Linked DNA regions of Zea mays: all the other regions are linked to region 3. Evidence: chromatin contacts called from public Hi-C data. All regions are on one chromosome and are shown on one strand. Each heading gives the region's core, a stretch centred on a gene start, on an enhancer-like site or on the middle of the called end of the contact. The rest is flanking DNA. Distances are from core to core; before and after follow the strand shown.

Region 1 (4,062 bases), core at 1,447-3,946, 420 kb before region 3:
ATTGACATAAGAGTTTGTCTGAGGCTTTGTGGGATCATATAATATCTAAACATTTTGCTACTAAAGTCTCTCCTTATGAACTTGTTTATGGCCAGGAGGTTGTCTTGCCTCTGAAGATAAGCCTAACTGTCGGAGATTATCATAATTTGATGATGGACAATATTGATGAAGTAACCAACAAAAGATTGGTGGCTCTAGGAGGGATTGAGAAATACAAGATTCTGGCTGCCAAAACTTACAATAAGAAGGTCAAGGCGAAGTCATTCCTAGTTGGGGACCTGGTGTGGAAGACCGTCTTGCCACTAAGAAGCACGGACCGGAAATTCGGTAAATGGTCACCAAGCTAGGAGGACCTAAACCTTAAAACCTAAACCCTAAACCTTACAGAATCACACAAGTAATAACTGGTAATGCCTACATATTGTAAACTTTGCAAGGTGAAGACCTACCCAAGACACTGAATGGTCGTTTCTTAAAGCAATATCATCCTATTATGTGGCAAGATGCTTAGTAAACCGTTGTTGTCACATCGAGTTGTTCCCAACTTGCACCAGTGCTTTTGGTTCGCTCAGCTTCGCCAAAAGGCAGGGGCATGTGTTGAGCACCGTTTGTGGCACTGGGCACGACTGGACGGTCCGGCCTACGGATAGTGCACCCTTAGGCACGGACAGTCTACGATTAGATCAGAACAAGCGAATTAAGCTCCTATCTCCATGCATGTTTATCTCTCCAAACTCGTGGGAGTTGTTGGAGGACGCCTAGGAACGAGTCCAAACCTATCCCTTATATATTTGAAGGAGTAGGATCGATTGAATTAATCAACAATCGAACAAAATCAACATATCTTCCATTCCTTTACTTTTTTTCCCTAAGAGTAGACAACAACTTAGCCTTCTTCACCTCTCTTCGACTATACGTCGTCTGGAGGCATCTTGGGTGGCCTGCCGATCCCAAGACAAACCATAGGATCTCTGCTCCTTGACGGGGTCCCTTCCGGGGGTCAGATCCAGGTTGGCCAACGCCGCCGCCTCTGCACACACGCGGACCATCTGGCTCGCCGCCGCCTCTGCACACACGCGGACCCTATGCCACGAACCGTATGTGCTGTCACATAGAGCACCACCGTCGGTACACCTTGCAGTAATTGACGCTCAAATCGGCGCCAGCATAAGCGAATCATCCGCGTAACAAAATTTATGGCTTTGTAACGCACGCGTAAAAGACAAATGACTTGCATGTAAACAAGAAGAAATTTTTAGGTGGAAGGCTCCTGAAGAGGATCATGATGCAAAGCCGCCTTGACAGGTCCTCCCAAAGAACACACAGATGATAGTGGATTTTTACTTACCCTTGTGCACATAGGGATTACCCTAGCCATACATTTTGTGTTGAGATTCGTGCAGAAAAGAGACAGGTGGACCGAAAAACTCAGAGTAGATGATAGATATTATATCAAGATTTGTGCAGCAACACAAGAGAGGCGTCGAGGTAGCCCTTGTAGCCACAAGGGCATGGGCAGGGATGACAATTTAACTCGTAAACCTGAAACCCGACGGGTACCCAACCCGATGGGTGCGGGTATGGGTGGAGATTTTGACCTGTGGATGCAACCCGCACCCGACCCAAAATTTTGTTCATTCTTTTGCGTAAAAATATTTAAGATATAATAGTAATTATTTTTAATAAGTAACTTGGATATTCATAAAATGTTTTGTTGTTGCTCAAACGTGAGAAAACTTAAAATTCATAGATATAAATTAATTATTATCGGTGCTAATTTGCTTATAGCTGAATTATTGTTCAAAAGTGTACGCAAAGTAAAAACCTTCGGGTGACCCGAAACCCGACGGGTTCGGGTGTGGGTTTGAAATTACGCCCGCAGTTGCGGACGAGTTTAGGTAGGCTTCACGGGTGAGGTTGCGGGCGGGTTTTTGCTCCACCAGATCCGCAACTAAAGTAATCTGCTGAGAGGGGCGTGGGAGAAAAAAACGCGGCTATAGCAACAGCTGCTGCTCTACAGCGAAAGCTTCCAATAAAATGACTCGGAGTAATGATGCATTTATATTTCTCTAATGTCTCCACTGAGTTAAGTTCCCAAAATCCAAAAGTTTACAATAATATCACATGCATAGGTATATTATGAAAATATATTTCATGATCAATCCAATGATTTTTATATAAATTTGGTCAAGCTCAAGATATTATAATTTAATAATGCAGTAGGATTACATTCGATTCCTTTGTAGGTCAGAACGAGTGTATACAACAGTTGTGATGAGCAGTGGAAACTAATAACTTAATTTCTAGACGTTGAGGTATACATGCATGAGCCAAAAAATGCCACACTTTAGCCTAGCAGTTTGATGACGTTCTTCAAGAAGGTCTCGGATTCTCGGCGTATGGTTACTCGACTTGTGTGTTTACAAAAGCTGTGGAAAAGTGACTCCCCAGTCAAACGCTCTGATGGCCACTCCTCCTCCATGAGAGCAGACTTGCTTGCCATTTTCCGGGGCCGTCACCGCTAAAAAGGCGCTGCGGCAGCGAGAGACGACAACAAGAACTAGTGTTCCAACACAGCAGCCTCCTTTTCCCATGCCTCCTGAAACGACGATTCCCCTCGCCCCCATCATTACGATGCTACACATGGCCGGACGGATATGAATAGTATGGGGACAGATTGCATTGCAAAAGCCATCTTCCTTGCAACTGCGTGCACGCAGTAGTAGGCCGGCTAGAAAGTGCCCGCAGGCTCTGCTGCCGCATTGTCCATCTATATATCCGGGAGACACACAAATAAAATCTAGTCAAAGTCTGAATAATGGACGACACACATCGATTGAGATGCAACTTTTGTCTCAGAGATTGCTTGTTGTTCGTCACACATGCATGTGAGGCGTGAGGTAGCTAGAGGAGAGGTGGAGCAAGCAACAGCTACTCATGCAGTCATGGCTTTGTTCGAAGCCTTTCTCTCTTTTCTTTGCTGGTCTTCCCAATGATGCGTTTCGTGCTTGCTGGTAAGCACACACTCTCGGCTCTCCCGCATGCTTTCCAACCCTTGTGTGTCTGCGGCTTGCTCCCCATGATTGCCCACATGAGAGGGGGGCAATCCTTGGCTCCGTCCTGGGACAACTGCACTTAGGCAGGCAGGATCTATGTCGGCTAATGAGACAAGGCCCAACCACAAACCACACAAGACTGATGCTGTGTGGCAATCCACCACTAAGGCTAGCTGCTTCCTTGCACCTTGCCGCCTTGCGGGATCTATTTGTTTTCTCTCTTCTTGTCACAAGACAAGCATGCAAGTACACGGGAACAAACAGATGAGAAGCTTTAGTGCCTAACTAAATTGGATTTTGTGTACGTATGTGTCTACCTATGGCGCCATATGCACAAGTAGGCCAGGTGTGCAACAAACTTCTAGTTAACAATCTGATTAAAATACTTAACTACTGGTCCTGCTAGTTGGAAATTGTCAAGGTGAGACGCATGAAAGATCTCCCTTGGCCTGCATTGCGTGCTGATGTTTTTTTTTATCCTCATGTGTGTGAAAGGTAGTTTTGCTGTGTAGTGTATGCAGGGTTCCAGCTTGTTGATGTCGATTGGGAAACAGGCGCCAAATAGCTTTCAGCTGTTAGTTTACCTGCTTGTCTTGTTTCAGCTATTTCATCATTATGTCATTTTCGCTGAAATTGAGTAATCGCTTCGATGTATGTGGCAGCAGTATATATATTACCAGTCGGTTACCTGTGCGTTGCGATGGCTCACAACAATATACACATAAATTATCCATAAAAAATCTCAAGATTTTTTATTGATTGTCTCCGCTCTTCACATAATATTTTTACGGGTACCATAGACAGCAAATCAGAGACCACCGTCCCTTGTCTCCTCCACTTCCAATGTTTCGTAGAGCACGAGGGGAAGGGAAGAGACGGACATACCTGTTCGTTACCGGAGAAGGACACGACGAAGACCTGGGCATCTAGAGCCGACATAGATAGTATACCGCTAGATATATAGGGAGAGAGCACGTAAGCGGAGAAAGAAGCCCAGCCGGAGCAG
Region 2 (3,811 bases), core at 599-3,098, 440 kb before region 3:
TCTAAATATTCATGGGCGGAGGCGGCTTGACACGGGCGGCATGGCAACGACGAGCTCCTAGCGCGGGCGCGAGGAGGAAGAAAGGAAAGGGGCTAACACGTGGGGACTGACTTTCAGAGAGAGAGAGAGAGAGAGAGAGAGAGAGAGAGAGAGAGAGAGAGAGAGAGAGAGAGAGAGAGAGAGAGAGAGAGAGAGAAAGAGAGAGAGAGAGGGAGAGGGGAAAGGGATGGGAGGGGGCGGCGCTGGCGAGCCGGCTTGCCGAAAGCAAGTGTGGGCCGAGGCTGGGGAGAAGATTTCCTTTTTCTTTTTCTCAGGATTTTCTAATTATTTTTCTTTTATTTCAATACAAGGAGATATAATTATACACTTAGATAATTTGCTTAACCACAATAATCTTGGAACAAAAATACTCCTTTGGGGAATAATACTTTTTAGGGTAGACCCCAAAACTTAATAAAAATAATTTTCACATAAAAGAAACAATTAAGGTACCAAAGTAAACTTCTTTTGAAATGCTTTATCAAACAAAAGAGATGCTCAAAAGATGAATGCACCACACACTTTAAATTCAAAATTTGAAAATAATTATCCTCTTCTAAGTTCTCGTGCTCGTGTTTTATTTGGTGTTTAAACGAAAACGTCCGATGCTCCATAATAGCCTGTTTTTCCTGTGTTTCTTAGTGTCTTTTCGTTTTGGTTTCTTGTATCTTGTACCTTGAACTCTTGCATGATCTTTATGTCTTCTTCAATGAATCTTCTAATGACTTTTTTTTGATGTGTCTATCTTCTCGATGGTCACTTTGCCTTGGTCCAAATCCATGTTACATCATTTGAACTATATTCATAGGTAGTAGCAAATAATGATTGTCAAACTAATTTTATTAATTATCAAACATCAAAACTTAATTATCAAATGGAACTCGGTCCATTTTCCTTGTATTCTACAAAAACAAGTTCTCTCACGTAGGTTGAGCACAAATAAAAATCCACTCCAGCTACCTGTTTTGATCATTCCTCTCCTCCACTTCCAAGTTCCAAGTCATATCTTGGTCGACTGATCTAAACATGTAAGTAATGGTATAACCAAACAAGATTGTGCAGTCACCCTTCTAGCCAGTGATCGATGAGAGCTCTAATTCCACATGAACTAGTCTACTAGTCGCAGTTAACTTTGCATTTGTATCCGCTATAGTCAAACAAACACCACGGAACTATATGGCGCCGCTTCTTGTACGTGTCATAGACAGAGCCGTCAGGCAGCACCGCAGCTGTAGGCTGCCTGCTGATCCGGCTTGGCTACGGCGCTCTGGTCGTCCGTGACGGCCGGGACCGGGAGGGCGCGCGGCAGGTGGGGCAGGACGCGCGCGTGGCGAGCCAGGCTTGCACGCAGGCGTCGTGGTATGCGTGGCCGCACGCCGGGAGCACGCGAACGCGCTCGCCGCCCTCCGGGTCGAGCTCGGACAGGCAGATGGCGCAGTCGGCCTCCGCCCACACGGCGCCGGCGCCGGCGCCGTCCACGGCTTGGGAGGGGGGCTTAGGATCCTGCGCCTCCCGCGCGGCGCGGCGGCGCTCGAGGCATTGGAGGAGGAAGCGCGCGGTGTGGTAGAGGCAGACGGCGGCGCAGGAGGAGTAGGCGAGGAGGAGGACGACGGCGGAGAGGCGGGAGAGAAATGTATCGCCCCACGGGTCGATGGGAGTCGGAGGCTGCGCGGGTGACGGTGGTGGTGATGAGGAGTTGTTGATCATGGTCGCAGGTGCCGCCGTGCCGGTGGAGGGAGGGCGAGGCGGTGTGGCCGCTGCTCCGGTGCGCAGCGCTAGCGCCTGGCGCCATGCATGTGTCCTTTGGGCTGGCTGGAGCTTTTGTGGCTTGGACTTTTAGAGGCCGTGTGTGTGTGTGACAAGGCCGCCGCAGCGTGAAATCTGTTAGTTGGGCTAAAAATGGGCTGTCTAGATACTGCACCCTTCGGTTTGTTACTTTGTTGGGCTTTTTGTAGGAAACTACTGCATCTCTATTTGGTCTGGAGATGACGCGCCGGATCCTTTTTTCTCGTGAAGAAAAAAAGCAGCAGAGAGATGGTGCAACGCAAACAGAGGAGAGTATCCACTTCCATTTTTCTCAGCTAAAAAAAATAAGAATATACTGTACGTCCTATTGCGTGCAGAAATATTACAACAGCAGCAGATCGACGTGCGATCAGTTTGAAGTTTCAGGCTTTCAGCCACTTGTCGCACGAGATTACAAAAAACGCTTTCGCGCTCGTCTCGGGTACGGTCCTGCAAAGATGGCACAGCAGCACAACGGCACCGCCCATGGCCGTTTCAGCGAAGAGAAAGGCCTGCCCCCGCCCGGACCTGGAGAGGATAAGGAGCCGTCGCCGTCTGGACATCTGGACCTTCCCTCTCTCTATCTCTCTCTCTCTCTCCCCCGTGCCGGCACCGTCTGTGTGAATGGAGCGCCCGAAATCTGCATGGAGTTGATGGCAATGCTGATGGCAACCTGCTGGTTTATCTGTATGCGGAAACCCGCAACAAACCGTGATGCTGCCGGATACGCATACGCAGCAGCAGGGGTGGTCTTGTCTTCCAGAACGAATCCTACAGATAGCGGCAGCGGTTGCTCGCAATGCTAACCACGCACCTTTCTCTTGATCTTGATTGGGTTTTGTGTATGCACAAGCCTCGTGGACTTTATTTACACTATCTAGAATTTCCTATCTAGAATTTCCGAGTGTTTTGTTTGGTCCACGGGACAAAAAAGTCTCAGGGTCCCTATGAATCAACTGAAGCACTCGAGAAGAATAGAATTCTAGATTCATTTTTTGTAGTCAGACTATCTAAACTTTTTTCGTGACCTATTTTATAGAAAAAAATACTACCTCCATTCTTAAATATTTTTAAAAAACTTTGACAGCTCGTCTTATTCAACAAAAATGTGAAATATTGTTTATTTTGCTATAATTTGTTTTATCACTTGAGGTAATTTAAGCGTGACTTGAAATTTTATATTTTCGAATAAGACAAGTGGTCAAAGTTTTTTTTTAAAAATCAACGGCGTCATATATTTAAAAACGGAGGGAGTACCATCGTTTATGTTGAGGAAGCTGTTGAGCACTGTTTGTGGCACTGGGCATGCCCGAGTGGACCGGCCTGCCTTAGGCCCGGACAGTCTACGATTAGATCAGAACATGTGAATTAAGCTTCTATCTCCGCGCATGTTTATCCCTCTAAACTCGTGAGAGTTGTTGGAGGACGCCTAGAAGCGGGTCCACACCTCCCCTTATATATTTGATGGGGTATGACTGATTGAATCAATCAGCAATCAAACCAAATCAATATATCATATGTTCCTTTACTTTTTGCCTTAGGAGTAGACAATAACTTAGTCTTCTTCATCTAAATCTTCACCTCTCTTTAACTCTACATCGTCTAGAGGCGTCTTGGGTGGTCTGCCGATTCCAAGACAAATCCTAAGATCTCTCCTCCCTGACGGGGTCAGATCTAGGTGCTGTTGACGAACGTTGCCGACTCTGCGCACACGCGGATCGTCCGGTCACTAGGCGCAGGCCTACCAGCTTGGCGCAGAGAAGACTCAGCTTGCTATAGGTCACAGACCGTCCAACACTATGCCACAGACCGTCCTCGATGCCGTAGAGAGCACCACTACCGGTGCACCTCGCAGTGATTGGCGTCCAGATCGGCGTCAACACATGTTTAGATCTTACAACAAGCGACTGATCTGATTTCGCTCCTACCCGCTGTAACTACCCCTTAGGTAAATGAGACAAACGAATTCCAAGCTCTTAGATCTTAC
Region 3 (3,869 bases), core at 1,256-3,755:
CACCCAGGAGCCTTGATAAGAAAATCCCAGAGACTTTTGATTCCAATTACAAGTAATGGGACTGTTTTGTTTCAACCAATCACACCCTAAAATAGCATCATAAGGCCCCAAATCCAATACCCTCATGTCAGTGGTGAAAGTGTGTCCACCACACCACCACTCAACTGCCTTCACCATAGTAGTGCTCACCAGTTCTTGCCCACTAGCAGTCTTGACTCGAATAGTGGAAACAGGTTGAGGAAACAACCCTGCTTGTTGGACAAACGTGGAATTGATGAAAGTTGCTGAACTGCCTGAATCGACCAACAATAGAAACACCTGGTTTTGAACCAAAGCACGCAAGCGAATGCTATCCACTCCTTCAGTCCCAGAAACTGCATGAACCGACAAACTGCACAAGTCCACCACAGAGTGATCCTCCTGATCCAACTGCTGTAAAACTTCATCTGATAATTCCAAAGCCATGTCATCCACAGTCAAAACATTAAGCACCGCTGGTACTCGTTTTCCACATTTAGCAGCATGTCCAGCATCAAACTTGTCACCACAAGTAAAACATAAACCATGAGCCCGGCGATAATCCCGCAATTGTCGTTCCTTGGACAACCCCACACCTTCCTGAGAGTCAGGCGGTAGCCCTGGAATACCTCTTTTCCCCCCAACAGTGGACTGAAACTTAGGCCGACTCTTGTCCAAAACATCCTGCTGTAAGGTGGCCAACAGAACAGCACGATTCACCGTAGTTGGTACTTGACAACGCACAGGACCTTGAATCTCGCGCTTCAAGCCTTTAACAAACTGAGCGACAAAGAAAATCTCATCCAGCTGAGGATTATGGACAGCAGTACTGTAACGCAAATCATCAAATACTGAAACATATTCCTCAAGAGAGCCAGTCTGTCTCAAATTCAACAGATCATCCATAGCTTTAGGATATTCATACAATCCAAATTGATCCAACACAGCAGAAGAAAAGTGCTCCCAATTCCCCAAAGCATGATGAAGTTTAAAGACCTGAAGCCACTTGGCTGCCTTCCCTTCCATATGCATGGAAGCAGCCATTACCCAGATAGAGCGGGATACCTGATACATCTGAAAATAATCATGGCACTTGTCCAGCCAAATCGAAGGAGATTCACCACCAAACTTGGGAAAGGAAAACTTCATGAACGGAGGAGGTGCCTCGCCAAATTCCTGATGCCCATCTGGTTCATGACGGCCACCGCGCTCCCCATGCCGACGACGATGACCACCACGATCGTGTGGAGCACGATGTCCCCTAGGAGGAACATCACGCCTCAGATCAGAAGCAAACACAGGTGAAGTCGAAGGCGACGCAGGAGATCCATCCCCAAACTGTTCCATGCCAGCCGCCATCTGCTCCAATGTAAACGAAGCCACCCGCTTGCCTGTCTCGGCAATCTGGCGTGCCATCTCATCACGAGCGCGCGCCGCTTGCTCAGCCACCGAATTCGCCAACGACTGTTGTCCCGCCAACTGCTGTTGAGCGCGCTCCACCGATTCGATCCTCTGCACGATTGTATCCAGGGTGCTCAACACTTGATCCCACTTCACTGCTCCAGCCTTCTCAGCAGCCGCCATCGCCTCCAGCACAAATGAGGTCTGGACCGATGGACGCGGTGGTGGAGCCGTGATGACGATCAGTCCACAGTCGACGCAGCGCACAACAAGTCGACGTTGGAGAAGCACGTGAGAAGAAGAAGCGCGGCCGAAGAAAACTGAATCTGATACCAATTGTACTGACCCTTGGCCACCGGCGCACCCCAAACGCCGAGACGTGAGACAGCAGAAGAACCGGAAGGGAATCACGGTGGGGAAATAGAAACTGACGCAAGGTGTGATTCTGTTTTTCCTTCTGTTATTTCTCCAATCCCTGATTCTGTTACAGACACGGCTTATAAGCCACTATGACAGCTAATGACAGCTAATGACTATGGCCCACCATATGGCCTAAAAGTAGTTAATCATCCAACAAAGCTACTCAGACCTTCGAAGTCGTCACAGAAATACGGTGCAAGCAGCGACGGTGCACGCGCGAACGAAGAACCGCCCCGATGCCAGCGAGGAATTAACTTTCGATGCACCGAATCCGCGCCCCACACCCGGTACAAATCTGCACGGTGCGCAACGGCGAACGCCGACAGCTGGTCACGAGGTCGCGGTCACGACGTATTTCGGAGCGCAGCGATGGCGGCGCCTACACTCAGATCCTCGAAGTCTCTCTGCGTAGTGGTACATGCGAGCTGAGGGGAAAGGAATAGGCCTGCCCACTTATCCTGCGGCGTCCGACTGCACGCGAATTCTGCCCCAGTGGTTGCGCCCGCGGGAGCTGCAGAGCGGCGGTTATGGTGCTCACCAATGCGGGCGACGCGGACACGAGCACCTGATGAGGTTTGGCAGCTGACAAGCGGGACCCAGTCAACAGAGATCGAAGCTAGGCGTGCCCAGGAGTCACAGACATGCGGGCCCCACACGTAAGTGGCATCGCACCAGCTAGCGTGTTGCCAAGGCTGGGGCGGCTGACGCGCCGAGCCCGTATGTCAGCACCACAGGCAAGCGCAGGCGGATTGATGGGCTGAGAAAAGGGAGAATGGGCCGAGGACGGAGGAAAATCGGCCCAGGTAGGTATAGGGAGCCCTTTTTCTTTTCTTTTATAAATTTTCTGCTTTGTTTTCGAATTCCAAATTTCAAGTGTTCAAACCAAAGTCAATTTCTAATTTTTTTGGATTTCAAATTTCCAAAAATCAAACATATCCCTAATGGGAATTTAAACTCTACTGTTTATCATATTATTATTTATTTTCCTTGTCATTTATTTACCAAAGGAATAAATGGTTCCATAATTTTTTTTCTTTCTCATTTTCTATTTTATATTTTCATTTATAATTTGAGGTCAAGTTTAAATTAGGATTCCTTATTGCAATAAAATGTATTACCACAAATTCATAAGTATGAGATGCCCACTCTTTCATATGATTATTTTAATATTTTTAATTGATTATGAACAGGAATTGCCTACTAATTTCCAAAGGCTTCAAAAATTCTAGAATCTCTATCATAGATATTATTATTTCTTTGTTTTATTATTATTATTATTATTTTACCAATTTTGGGCTTTACAGTACTCGAGCCCCTACTCAGTGTAGTCTGTTTAGGAGGTCTGTCCTGTCTTTTTAGTTTTACTCTCCTTCGCACATCCCCATCGCAAGGATGGAGGGAGGTGAACAAAACCACACTTTCCTCGATGGGCTAGCAATGGTGCTCGGTGAGTTACAAACGAGTAATCTAATTGAGGCCCTAGTTCCTTCAGCAGGATCAAAGCTTGGGGTTCGCTGTGGGCCGTCATCATACTCTTGGGTGCCGACTTATATAATTGTCGATACCGTTCGACCGAAACCAAGGGCTTGTTGTCTCTCTCCACGATAAACCATGAGTAGACTCTCCTAGGACTCGAACATGAGCTGGCAAGGCCCTTAACATTTCGTACGTCAGGGTCTTGGTGTGCCCATCTCTGACTATCCCTCACTCTATTTTCGTTGGATCGATGGCGAGCTATCACAACCCAACCAAGTTATCGGGACCACATACACCAATATTTGCCCTTAAGGCCTCAAATGGATATGTAAGTATACCAGATAACTTACTCGGGGTGCCGAGTTTTGATGAACTCATTCAATCTTTTCCCAAAGATCATTCACCCGTGATTGAGAACATTACAATAATCATACATTTGGAAACATAAACATTAACATAGGAGATTGAGCAGAAATATTTATAATAAAATAATAAACATTAGCAAAGTTAAGTTTACAAAAGTACAAAGTAGTGCTTATTACATACCCGGATAG

What was found. Hi-C and Micro-C count contacts between places; a contact is called where the count stands out from the background.
Region 1: a Hi-C map of ear shows a contact between it and region 3, with 2.7 times the contacts expected there. The contact joins two enhancer-like sites. A contact is called at or near these places in 2 of 25 Hi-C or Micro-C datasets (ear and tassel).
Region 2: a contact with region 3 is called in a Hi-C map of leaf, with 3 times the contacts expected there. The contact joins the promoter of LOC100285140 here to the enhancer-like site in region 3. A contact is called at or near these places in 2 of 25 Hi-C or Micro-C datasets (leaf and tassel).

Annotation. Positions count from the first base shown.
Region 1 is chr7:109,603,660-109,607,721 of Zm-B73-REFERENCE-NAM-5.0, forward strand. No RefSeq gene overlaps it. Among protein-coding and RNA genes, the nearest start is that of LOC100285140, 17 kb to the left of the region's middle. Within about 2 kb of position 2,697, at least 11 of the 20 cell types and tissues checked have an H3K27ac peak or open chromatin away from gene starts, as enhancers often do. A contact at or near this core is called in ear and tassel, where this site is marked.
Region 2 is chr7:109,586,566-109,590,376 of Zm-B73-REFERENCE-NAM-5.0, forward strand. It overlaps LOC100285140 (RING-H2 finger protein ATL1I), which reads right to left and starts at 1,849. Exons shown (of 1, transcript NM_001158034.2): 1 at 1,128-1,849. The coding sequence starts at 1,746. The coding sequence ends at 1,297.
Region 3 is chr7:110,023,551-110,027,419 of Zm-B73-REFERENCE-NAM-5.0, forward strand. No RefSeq gene overlaps it. Among protein-coding and RNA genes, the nearest start is that of LOC100283450, 19 kb to the right of the region's middle. Within about 2 kb of position 2,506, at least 19 of the 20 cell types and tissues checked have an H3K27ac peak or open chromatin away from gene starts, as enhancers often do. A contact at or near this core is called in ear, leaf and tassel, where this site is marked.